Regions from separate parts of the Mus musculus genome. Here region 1 is linked to region 2. A link is a contact called in public promoter capture Hi-C data. All regions are on one chromosome and are shown on one strand. Each heading gives the region's core, a stretch centred on a gene start, on an enhancer-like site or on the middle of the called end of the contact. The rest is flanking DNA. Distances are from core to core; before and after follow the strand shown. Region 1 overlaps Usp29 (ubiquitin specific peptidase 29). Region 2 has its middle 16 kb from the start of Zfp28.

Region 1 (2,940 bases), core at 209-2,708, 440 kb before region 2:
TGTGTGTGCTGAGAATTGCCAGGTCCTCAGAAAGAACATCCAGTGCTCCAATCAACACTCGTCTCTAGATGTGACTGGCTGTTACACCACTCACTTCCCACAATCCCCCACTAGAATAAGACATCAAGAAGGCAACAATCTTTGATGGCCCAGTTTCTATAGCTTCCCATGATAACTCCACCTTGGGGCTTTCCCATGGAAAGTCCTCAGTACCCAAAGGTTGAAGAACTAAAGGCCTTGCTCTGGTGTTAGAGCTTGGGAGATGGCAATGCTTGTCTTCCCCATGAATCTCTGGCTTTGGGAAGAGTATGTGTGTGTGTTACAGGTGACCTCCAGTTCAGAAGAGAACCTTGGAGCCCTTGGATCTGGAGTTACAAGAGCTTGTGAACTAGCTGTTATGGGTGCTGTGAACTAAACTTGGATGCTCTGTAAGGGTCGTACCTGCTCATAAACACTGAACCATCTCTCCAGCCCTAGATCTTAAAAACTTTTAAAAATTAAGTTTAAATTTTTAAAATTAAGTTTAGTGTGTGTGCATGTGTGTGTGCACATGCACAAGCATGCTTGTAAGCACATGTGCACCAAGTGCCAACTCGTGTGTGGAGGGTAGAGGACAACCGTCAGGAATCAATTCTCTCCTTCTAACACACAGGTCTCAGGGATGGAACTTAAGTCATCAGGTGCAACAGCAAGCACCTTTATCCATAAAGCCATCTATCTTACTGGCTTCTAGTGCTAATTTCACTGCTAATGTTTCCTAATAATAGTAATTAAATATATGTATTTGACATTAGACTTCTATTGCTAATTCTTCCTGCTTATGTTGCTTAATAGTAGTAGTTAAATATACGTATTTAATATTAAACATCAAACCCCTACACAGTTTTAAATTTTATTATTTTTAAATATGTGTGTGTGTGTGTGTGTGTGTGTGCATGTGCACACACACTGGTGCACATATGGAGGTTGGAGAACAGCTTGTGAGAGTTGATTCTCTCCTTCCACCATGTGATTCTTGGGACTCAAACTCAGGTTGGCAGGCTTAGCAGCAAGCTTCCTAACCTTCTGAGCCATCTTGCCACTCAGGCCTCAATCTTTACGATAAAATCAATCAAAGCTGGGACTAAACTTGGAGGTTCTTCCATACATTTGTATGTATTTGTGTGCTTTTTTGCAGTCATAGGCAGTCTCCTAACTCACATGCAGGTCAACAAAAAAATGTGTCTCCACTAGGATGGGGGAGAAGGAGGGGCTACAAATGGGACTCCCCCCCACCTCCACCCCCCACCCCCAGTCTGGTCCTGTTTCTCACCTACACACCTACGTGCTTAACCCTCTTGACCCTCCCCCATCCAGTCTTGCTTTGTTGGGGTGCAGAATTTCCCTCCAGAACCTGGTGCATCAGGGGCTTAGGTAGGCTCAGGCTGTTGGCATGGAAACCATAGCAGCTGCTGCAAATGGAAAGCGGCTGAGAGAATACAGGAAGAGGCCCAGAAGGCTGAAAATTTCCAGGCCTTAGATTTATGGAGAGATCAAAATGCCAAGCCGGCACAGAGCAGGGGCTTCCTAAAAGTTTGCTGAGGAAAAACGGAGACCCCCTTCCCCGACATCTCATGGCTGTGCTTTGCAGGGGAGCCACATACTCTTGGGCTAATTCATCTGGTGAACTCTGGTAGTTGAAGCTAATCACACCGTGAGCTGAACTTTGAAGACAGAGAAAGGGTTTTGTAAATTAAATCAAAAGTTACCATCTAACCTAGCTGTGACATTTCTGAAAAGACCTGAAAGCAGGGAATCAACAGATATTTACATCCCCAGGTCATGGCAACACTGTTTGAAATATCGACCCAGTGGATGACTGAATAAACAGGAGCTCCGTCCACACAATGGAACAGTGTTCAGCCTTACTACAGGCCACTAAGGAATGTGGAGAGTGGGAGAAATAGTCTTCCCCAGGGAGGAACACACTGACTGCTTATTCAATACCGAATGGTCAGCCCTGCAAACATAACACGATAACATTATGCAAACGGAGCAGGTTATATTTAAGAATGTACGTGTGCGTGCCTATGTGCATGTAACAACACTTAATGAAAACTGAGGCCATGCATTTGAAAGGAATCAAGGAGGGAGGAAAGAGAAGGGGGAAATGATCTAATTATGTTATAATCTCAAAAATAAAAAAAAAAAATTTAAAGGAAGGAAATATGTGTGTGAGATTGATCAGAAGATAAAGGTACTAGTTGCCAAGCTTGAGGGTCTCCGTTCAGTGCCTAGGACCTACATGGCAAATGGAGGGCAGTTACTGTCCAAAAGCTGTTCTTTGCTACAGATGCACTCATGCGATAAACAAATAAATTGTCATGATTTTTTTTAAACTAGGAAACTCTGATAGATGCTATACCACAGATGAACCTTTAAGACATTGTGTCAAGGGAAACAAACCTGTCAGAGAAGGACAAATACTCTACTTCGATTTGTGTGAGGTACCTAGAGTGATCGACCCCCTGGATGAATTAGGATGATGGTTGTCCTGGGCTGTGGAATCAGGAGAATGGGAGTTATGACCTAATGATGGCAGAGTCTTGGCTGGTAAAGATAAAAAGCTTTGGAGATGGATTAAGAATATATGGTGGACAGAATATAATGTTGGGCATTATAACTGTATTGATGAGCACGGAGCTGTATACTTACAAGGGATGATATAGCAAATTTTAAGTTATTGATATTCCCTAATATAAAAATTGAAGGAAAAAGAAACAAAAGATGGCTGTAACTTAGATGAAGTGAGGGCAATAAAGAAACTTGGAATAGGTTGCAAGAAGAGGCTGCTGGGGATAAAACATCAATTGATCTTTCTGGCTATAATTTTCTTTCTTGAGCTTCAAGAGTTAGTTTTTGTTGTTGTCTAATGTATAAATGTACATAAGTATATTCCAC
Region 2 (3,084 bases), core at 474-2,973:
TCCTTACAAAAATCTTATGAAGAATATATTAGAATTCTCCATTTAACCTGAGAACTAAGATTCATTGTCTTAGTTAGGGTTTTACTGCTGTGAACAGACACCATGACCAAGGCAAGTCTTATAACATTTAATTGGGGCTGGCTTACAGGTTCATAGGTTCAGTCAAATATCACCAAAGCAGGAACATGGCAGCATCCAAGTAGGCATGGTACAGGAGGAGCTGGGAGTTCTACATCATCATCTGAAGGCTGCTAGCAGAATACTGGCTTCCAGGAAGCTGGGGTGACACACTTCAAGCCACAGTAACACACATACTCCAACAAGGCCACACCTACTCTAACAGGGCCACACCAATAGTGCCACTCCCTGGGCCAAGCATATCAAACCACCAGATATAAAAAACAAAAACTCCTGGAGTGGAAGTTTGAAGACAGAACTCTTGATGTTACTTAACCATCTGGCACAGCTGTCAAAGGGTGTTAACAATCTCTACCTTGTACAGACCCTGCGGGGAGTTCATGACAGCAAGAAGAGTGGATGCTGCAGTCATCACTTGCTGACTCTGAATCCTGCCTCTTCTACTTCCTGGTGATTATTTGTCCCCTTTGTGCTTCAAAGTCCTCATCTGTTTAAAAAAAAAAAAAAAAGACTAAGTATTTCCTAATTTCACACTCTTCTATTAATACTCCCCAAAGGTCTTAGAGACCCAGCCTGTGTCTGTCACATAATAAGCACTCAATAAACATTAGCTGTTGTACCTCTGTCCAGGGAAGCAAGCATAGTGTGCTGGAATGAATGGAACACTCTAAGTGGCTCAGAGGACTGTGAACAGCAATTCTTCTCCCCTCCCTCTTTGTCACTAGGATGGGCGGTGAGAGAAAGGAAGCAAGGGAAAGGTGAATACATTCTTGCACAGAATCAAAGCTTGGAATCCCCTGACATTTCTAAATAGAGCTGTGAGCCTCCTCTCCAACCCAAAGTCTTAGTCTATCGAGACAGGACAAGGACCTGACAGGTGAAAAACGAAATGCTGGTATGCAGCACCCTAAAGGAATGTAGCAGAGCCCGGTTAAGTAGCTCTGGGCAAGTCAAGGTCCCTCCTGAACTTGGATCCATAGTATAAATCAGTGGCTTCCAAATCTTCAGACGAGTTTACCAGCACTGGAGACCACCGACACCCTCTAGACTTGGCACTGCAAATTACATCTTCCTCAAATCTCGACTTTTTGCTATTTTAGCCAGACCCAAACTATCTGTCATTTTTACCTAAGTAGTGATTGCTTCTAGAAGAGTCCTGAGCTCTATCTCTTCCAGAAAGGTCAAGCAAGAAATACTTCAGCTGCCTGCACACTGTCTCTGGATTCTGGAGTTTGACACCTGAAGCCACGCATCTGATAGTGAAAGAGTATCGCCTCAACCGCTTTCAAGTGTTTCACTCATTCCAGTACACACAACCATCCCTCTGCTGGGACTTGAAAGCAAGCCGGGTGGCACATGCCCCTTCCACCATGCATCCCGTTTCACACTTCCCCGCAGCCTCCTTCCAGACAGACCCACATCCCCACATTCACACAAAACACATGTGTCAGTTCCACGGATGCCAGACCACACTTGCGCCGACCAGGACACCAATCTTGGCAGTTTACCCAGGTCTAACTTCCATCCCACATCCACCAAGACTGGGCTGAAGTATCAGTGACTTCCGGTTTATACCGGAGGTGGGCGAGTGATCCCTCGCAATGGCACTTGGGAAATGTAGTCCTCGCTCGGCGAATCTAGATCAAGGTTTTCACAAGAGAATGACAAGAAGCCTCTTCAGTAGGTCAATTGGTCGCCACTCTTTCCCTAGTTGATGTCCCCCGTTTTAGAATACAGTCAATAGAAACCACACAGCCTCGTGTCTGAGTCTAGAAGAAGGGCGGACCATAGAACACCGGCTCAGAGGTGACTATCAGCTTGCGAAGATGAGGCCTGGATATAATTAAAATGAGAAGCTTTAAAGCCAAGGAGGCGGCTGTGGCTTCTGCAGTAGAAGACAGCTGAGGGCAGTGAGTGAGATTTAGAAGGCATCGGGGACACAGAGTAAAAGATAGGAGGAAAATACTTGATTATGATTTGTGTACTTGTGATTTCAATGCGTAACCCATTTCATGCTTTAGCTTCCTGACATAACCCACCCTAATCCCCAGGTCTACGAGGCTGAACATCCCAAGACTACACATCTTCACCCTATTCGGGGCTTTATTTTCGGTGACAAAAGTGTTTGACACATAGGAGCTTCAGAACAGATGATGACCCACCTGTCTCTTATGCTCCAGGCAGATGTTCACATAATTAAAGCATACTCTTAAAGTCACTACTAGCTGGGCATGGAAGCACAAACCTTTAATCCCAGCAATCAGGAGACAAAATTAGGCAGGCTGATCTCTGAGTTTCAGGTGAGCCTGGTCCACATAGTGTGAGTTCCAGGACAACCAGGGCTATGTAGAGATTCTGTCTCAAAAAAGAAACAAATATACAAACAAAAGTCATTACTACTATTAATGTAAAGTTGTTTAAATTCATAGAAACACCTCCAGTGTTGTTAATTTTCTTGTTACTTGGCAAAGATGTTGGATGTGGAAATTTGAGCCTCCAGATGGCAGCTCCCCTCTCCCTCTCCTCCCCCTCCCTCTCTTGCTGCCTGACTACTTTAAGCAAAAGGACTGTCAGTCAAAACAGCCAAATAGACTACCTTTATGTAAACATGGGCATACCTTGAGTGTGCAACTATAGTAGCTGACTTTCCCCTAAAAGCGCAGACACACCAGGGATGTTCTGAACAGTCCATGTACCATAAGCCCCAGTAAACTCCAAACTTCAGCTTCTTAAGCTGCCTAGCTGACCATAAACACTGAAGAAGATGCAAACAACAGTAAGCTTCTGAATGTACAACTAAAAATTCAGATTTCAACATGTATGAGGTCTTTCTGGTAGCAATCTCCCATGTCGCATTACACAGTTCCATTGCAGCCTTGGCTCTGAATACCTAACGTGTACTTTGTTCTATGGATGCTGCTACACCACACGGTGCCAACATCAACT

The links. Promoter capture Hi-C pulls out the DNA fragments that hold promoters and counts their contacts.
Region 1: a contact with region 2 is called in a promoter capture Hi-C map of cranial neural crest. The contact joins two enhancer-like sites. A contact is called at or near these places in 2 of 39 promoter capture datasets (cranial neural crest and liver) and 1 of 115 datasets of contacts at active chromatin or transcription factors (stem cell-derived neural progenitor cells).

Annotation. Positions count from the first base shown.
Region 1 is chr7:6,834,034-6,836,973 of GRCm38.p6, reverse strand. The region is part of intron 2 of Usp29 (ubiquitin specific peptidase 29); the gene reads right to left. Among named protein-coding and RNA genes, the nearest start is that of Mir3099, 32 kb to the right of the region's middle. Within about 2 kb of position 1,458, at least 58 of the 459 cell types and tissues checked have an H3K27ac peak or open chromatin away from gene starts, as enhancers often do. A contact at or near this core is called in stem cell-derived neural progenitor cells, where this site is marked.
Region 2 is chr7:6,397,325-6,400,408 of GRCm38.p6, reverse strand. No RefSeq gene overlaps it. Among named protein-coding and RNA genes, the nearest start is that of Zfp28, 16 kb to the right of the region's middle. Within about 2 kb of position 1,723, at least 170 of the 459 cell types and tissues checked have an H3K27ac peak or open chromatin away from gene starts, as enhancers often do. A contact at or near this core is called in stem cell-derived neural progenitor cells, where this site is marked.